Linked DNA regions of Mus musculus: region 1 is linked to region 2. A link is a contact called in public HiChIP or PLAC-seq data. All regions are on one chromosome and are shown on one strand. Each heading gives the region's core, a stretch centred on a gene start, on an enhancer-like site or on the middle of the called end of the contact. The rest is flanking DNA. Distances are from core to core; before and after follow the strand shown. Region 1 has its middle 36 kb from the start of Ppp1r21. Region 2 overlaps Gm31615 (a long non-coding RNA gene).

Region 1 (2,727 bases), core at 133-2,632, 220 kb before region 2:
GTTAATCAGCTGATTGTCTCATTCACGCACACAGGCCTATGCTTATGCCGGGTAGGTGAGTAGGTAGACCAGGTTGTTACAGAAAATAGGATGAGCCCTGTTCTCTAGGGTTCTACCTCACAGCAGCACTCACTGGTCAGTTTATGATCTGGGGAAAAAAACAACAACAACAAAACACAGAGGAGTTCTCTTAAAGAGATCATCACCATACTATGTAAATGCGAATGGGAAGAAAATAAAGTTAAAGGACAAGGGCCCTCAAATGAACAATAATAACAATAACAATGTAAGAGCCCAGTTTCAAGGGAAACCTCACCACTGCACGTTCAAACCCTAACCAAAACCATCTGAATAAGGGGATTCTAGGACCCCAGTTTGAAAACAAGATGAGTAGTTCACTCTGGACCTGTCTAGCCATGTGCTAAATTCAGGAAGGAGGAGGGGCAATTTTGTAGAACTTTTGTTTAGTTAGTGAGAGAGAGAGAGAGAGAGAGAGTGAGTGCTTTCTTGTGGGCTTCACCCCACATGTCCAGGCAGCAATTCTGTGCAAGCGAGGAAGAAGAGCACCTGTCCCAGGTGGACAAACTGCTCAGCGTACCTCATGAAGCAAGCAGTGCACTGGACAGACATCCATCTGTCTCCACACTGCCATAACCGTAGCCTACACTGAGGGGGTGCGGGCTGACCTCAGAGACATTCCCCTTTGTGACATGCCTTTTGTGATCCGTGCAGCCTGCTTAGGCAGAACAACCGAAGGAAGAGCTATGAGAAAACATCAAGGAGGTCCTAACCGTCTCAGACCGAGGAGGGAATCCCACACCACCACCCCCTTTGTTTCTTGGAGACGGACAGACAGTCGCATTTCCTACTGGCTTCTGTGCTGAGGTTCCCACCAGTCCAGCATCAGCCAGCATAAGGGTTAAACGCTTTAGAATTCTCATTCACTGAAGGCTGGTTCTTGTTGCCTAGTGACTGCTGCGCGGCTCCCTGCTGTCATTCACCTTGTCTCCAGAGTTATCCTCTCCTCTCATAAAGGAGGTTATGATTGGACAAAGGTGACATCATAGCAGAAGAAATGCATTGCTTTGTCAAGACAACCCCAATCAGATGACCCACGAGCTGGTGGCAGCACGTTCAGATTCCTTTGTTTTAGTGTCTTTCACACTGAGCTAACACACGCTTGGGCATTCTCCTCTCAAATGGACATTTCTCGGAGTGTTAGTGTTGTAGGTGTTGCTGATGGATTTTTGCCCATAAAAATATTCCTTAAGATCATGTGGATTCTCTTTACACCCATTTAATCAATGCTAGTAGCCCAGCCAACACGGTCCCTGCCAAGGCCTTGGCCAGCACTCGGGGAGCTGCAGATCACAGGCAGCAAATGACTGCCTGCAGCTCATTATCGCAGCCCTGGGGCGCAGCGCAGAGTCCTGTGAGAGGCAGCTCTCCTCGGTGCTTATGTGAGAAGTGTCTAAAGTGCTTCCGAAGCATCCACCTCAAGGCTGGCTTCAGAATACAGCTCAGGGCACACACAGGAGGCATCTAAGGAGGAACGCCAGGGAAAAATAGTGATTAAAGTGAAAGACCTACCTACTTCTAAAACCAAGCAGTTGGACACATCTCACACTGTTTAGATAAGAAACACAGCTCTTTGATTACTTCTGCATATGACATCTCGAATGTTGGTGCTGCTCTGAGAACCGAGCCTTACACTCCTTATTTTATTCTGCAACTCACACCAGGTACACCAAACACACGCGTATTTCAGCTACTGAAGACACTGTGCGATTGCAGGGTTTCTTGCAGCCTCATTGTGCTTGGCTGCTGAATTAAGTCCTAAGTTAAACGCTCTCTCTTCTTGGTAAATATTTAGTATACAGCATTGTCACTGCTGGTATAATTGGATAATTGCTTCCAATTAATGCTCTATTTCAGAAGCGACAACTCCATAGGAAGCTTAGTTGAGCTGTAACAAAGGCAGACCCCCATGGGAAACTGAAGAGAACAAATTCCGTTTTGTAAGCAACTAGAGAGACAGAGACAGAGACACGGGGCGGAGGGGTGGGGGTGGGTATGATATATTCTCTACAGTCCCGATTATAACATCCACGAATAATGAAGTGCATGTTGTCGGTTGAAACCCGAGAGGACGACACTCCGCTCTACCCAAAGCTGGCTGTAAGTAGCTGAACATCACTATTTCTTGCTTGAATAACCAGCTTGTTCTTAATGAGAATTAAAGCTAGTCCTGAGGACATTCATCTAAAACCAGGGAAAGAGCATTTACACAGAAGCCAGGACACAGGAATATACTTAGAATTATCAAGCATTTTTAGGAAAAAAATTCATAAAATTTCCTTTAAAAATCAGATCGCAGGTAGCTGTGCTGCATTCCTTTTATCTCAGTGCTCTGAAGGCAGAGGCAGGAGGATCTCTGTGAGTTAGAGGCCAGCCTGGTCTACAGAGTGGGTTCCAAGACAGCGAGGACTACACAGAAACATTAGGTCTTGAAAAACCAAACCAGACCAAACCAAAAAACGATCAAACAATAGAACGACCCAAACAACCCTCCCTAACCCTCAAAAAGTCATTCAGATTGGGAGATGGAGAGAGGTCTTGGCAGTTAACACCACCTACTGCTGTCTGAGGTCCCTGGTTTACTTGCCAGCTCCTAGCTCACAAAACACCAGGTAACTCATTCCAAGGGTCCAAAGCCCTCTCCTGCCC
Region 2 (2,942 bases), core at 246-2,745:
CTCACAAGAGACAGCTATATCAGGGTCCTTTCAGCAAAATCTTGTTGACTTATGCAATAGTGTCTGCGTTTCGTGAATGATTATGGAATGGACCCCCAGGTAGGGCACTCTCTGGATGGTCCATCCTTTCGTCTCAGCTCCAAACTTTGTCTCTGTAACTCCTTCCATGGGTATTTTGTTCCCCCTTCTAAGAAGGAGCAAAGTATCCACACTTTGGTCTTCGTTCTTCTTGAGTTTCATGTGTTTTGGAAATTGTATCTTGGGTGTTCTATGTTTCTGGGCTAATATCCACTTATCAGTGAATGCTTATCATGTGAGTTCTTTTGTGATTGGGTTACCTCACTCACGATGATGCCCTGAGAATTTATTTTTAATATTTTTATTTATGTGTGATGTGTGTGAACACCAAATATGTGCAGCTGCCTTTGGAAGCCAGAAGGGGACATCTGAGCCCTTGAAGCTGGAGCTATTGACCCTTTGGTCTGAGCCACTCTGTGTGGCTGCCTGGAACCGAACTCACGACTTCTGAAAGCTAACTGCTGGGCCATTTTTCCAGCACCCTGTGCCCATTTTCTAATGGTTACCTATTGAGTGAGGTGTATGGTTTCAGTTTTCCTTTTATTTGCATTTTGCAATTGTGTCTGTGTGCGTGTATGTGTGTGAATTCCAATGTATATTATATGGATTAAAGTAGCTGAAAAAGAGAGACGGTGTGAACGTCCCAGACATTGGAATGCAGGCTGGGCAAGAGACACAGCAACGGGGAGGTTTACAGGCTCTGCTCCTTGGGAGCAATTAGCCAGGAACAGTCAGGAAGCAGCCAGTACCTCATTCTGAGGCATTCACACACTGCTGGTGAAGGGTGATAGAGTCATGTTAAAATACCCTCTTCAATAGAGTTATCCTCTTTAAAAAAAAAAAGAAAGTATGGGACACCCATTATCAGAGGACAAATTAATATGCATCTTGCCCATGCCAGTTCTTCCAGCCAGCTTAATTCTCATCAGCCACTATAATTTATTAACAGGGAGGGGGGAAAGACATGAATCAGCTTAATGTGATATAAGTAGGGCGTTGCCATAACAACAAGATGCAGTCTGTTTTCTCCTATTTATGTGCAGTTTATTTTCTCCAGAGCCTCCGAGTTTTTGTCTAAAACAAATGGACTATGAAACATCTTGTTCTGAACAGCCCACCCTATCCTTCTGTGGTGTGTGTGTGTGTGTGTGTGTGTGTGTGTAAGTAACCACTTTTTTTTTTCTGGGAGAGAAAGAAACCAAAGCACTTGTTTTGTTTTGTTCTTTTTTAAAATTGTGTTTATAGCGAAGGGCCCACTACCAAGCTTGGATTCTTCTGTGATTTTGCCGAATTCATTTTCTTTTTTTTTTTTTTTTTTTGTTTTGTATTGTTTTTCCACCCCTGAGACAGGAGACTCCTCACTGAAACCACTGGGAAAATACCCAAAATACATGCTAGAAGCAAACTGAAACTAATAGTACGTCACAAAGGAAACAATCGTGTTCCGGATGCAGACTCCACGACTGGCTGGAACCAGCCTCCCTCCCCGCCTCGTGCCCCTCCCCCCAAAACACACACACACACACACACACACACACACACACACAGAGTCTCCAACTTGGTTCGGCCTGGAGACAAGTCTAGGAACAAAACCAGGTTCTGACTGGTGACACTGTCTGCTTGCCAAGGGCACTTCTGATAACTTTAGAGCCTGGAACCTAGAACCTTGAGCATGGAAGGCAGGCGCTCTAACCACTAGGCTACACCCCAGCCTACACTATGCTTACTTAAGCAATCTTACCTTCTGTGTGCAACCTCGTCTCTTGTCTGAAATGCGCTGCACAAAGCAGACACAGCGCATGAAGGACGTCCATAACTTTGGCAGTTTTCCACTTTCCTTTAAGAGTAAACAATTCAAATTCTTAGAACAAAGATGGATTTAGTCACTTCCAGGCCATAGAAGGCATCGTTTCAGGAGAGCAAAAGAAGGAAGCATTGCAGAGCCCTTCTAACCACCTTACACTCCAGCTCCCCAACAAAATGCTGGGCCATTTTTCCTGCACCCTGTGCCCATTTTCTAATGGTAGCGCAGGCCTGTAATCCCGGTAATTTGGACACCGAGTTCAAGAGTTCAAGGCCAGTCTTCGATACATAAGGGTTTGAGGCCAGTTTAAGCTTCGAGGACCCAAATCCCATCCTCTTTCCTACCTCCCCAAGTTCACAGATTCAGATCCAATAGCCCAGCGTCTAAGCCCCTGCCTGCTTCTGCTTAGTGAGTAGCAAAGACACTGAGTGCTGAGTCCCCCCATCCTCCGTGCTCCCTCGGTGCTCCCTCTGGCATTTGCTTTTTGTTTTTGAGGCAGTCTCATGTAGTCCAGCTGGGCTTTATCCTCATCAAGTAGCTGTGGTGCCCTGGGATGTTTCACCTTCTAGCCCTCACTTGCTTAGTTTGGATTTTATTGCTGTGAAGACACGTGTTCAAGGCGACTCTTACAAAGGACAACATTTAACTGGGGCTGGCTTATAGTTTCAGAGGTTTGGTCCATTATTATCATGGTGGGAAGCATGGCAGTGTGCAGGCAGACATAGTGCTGGAAGAGCCAAGAGTTCTACATCTTATTCCAAGGGTAGCCAGAAGGAGATTGTCTCTTTTGTAGGTAGCCATGAGTCTCTTCCTCACTGGGCAGAGCCTGAGCAAAGGAGCCCTCAAAGCCCACCCCCACAGTGACACACTTCCTCCAATACAGCCACACCTCCTAATAGTGCCACTCCCCATTGCCAAAACATTTAAACCACCACATTCTACTCCCTGGCCCCCATTGGCTTGTTCAAACACATGAGTCTTTTGGGGGTGTAGGGGGTGCATATCTAGCCATAGCCTAATGCAAAATACACTTAGTCCAATTTTAAAGCCTCCATATCGA

What was found. HiChIP or PLAC-seq counts read pairs in DNA pulled down with a chosen protein or histone mark.
Region 1: an H3K4me3 HiChIP or PLAC-seq map of embryonic basal ganglia shows a contact between it and region 2, with 3 times the contacts expected there. The contact joins two enhancer-like sites. A contact is called at or near these places in 1 of 15 datasets of contacts at CTCF or cohesin (the NIH/3T3 cell line), 19 of 484 Hi-C or Micro-C datasets (B cells, the C2C12 cell line, LSK cells and 10 more) and 8 of 115 datasets of contacts at active chromatin or transcription factors (bone marrow-derived macrophages, embryonic basal ganglia, embryonic forebrain and 3 more).

What each region holds. Positions count from the first base shown.
Region 1 is chr17:88,492,931-88,495,657 of GRCm38.p6, reverse strand. No RefSeq gene overlaps it. Among named protein-coding and RNA genes, the nearest start is that of Ppp1r21, 36 kb to the left of the region's middle. Within about 2 kb of position 1,382, at least 75 of the 459 cell types and tissues checked have an H3K27ac peak or open chromatin away from gene starts, as enhancers often do. A contact at or near this core is called in cortical glia, cortical neurons, embryonic basal ganglia and 2 more, where this site is marked.
Region 2 is chr17:88,273,089-88,276,030 of GRCm38.p6, reverse strand. The region is part of intron 3 of Gm31615 (a long non-coding RNA gene); the gene reads left to right. Among named protein-coding and RNA genes, the nearest start is that of 1700116H05Rik, 33 kb to the left of the region's middle. Within about 2 kb of position 1,495, at least 130 of the 459 cell types and tissues checked have an H3K27ac peak or open chromatin away from gene starts, as enhancers often do. A contact at or near this core is called in cortical glia, cortical neurons, embryonic basal ganglia and 2 more, where this site is marked.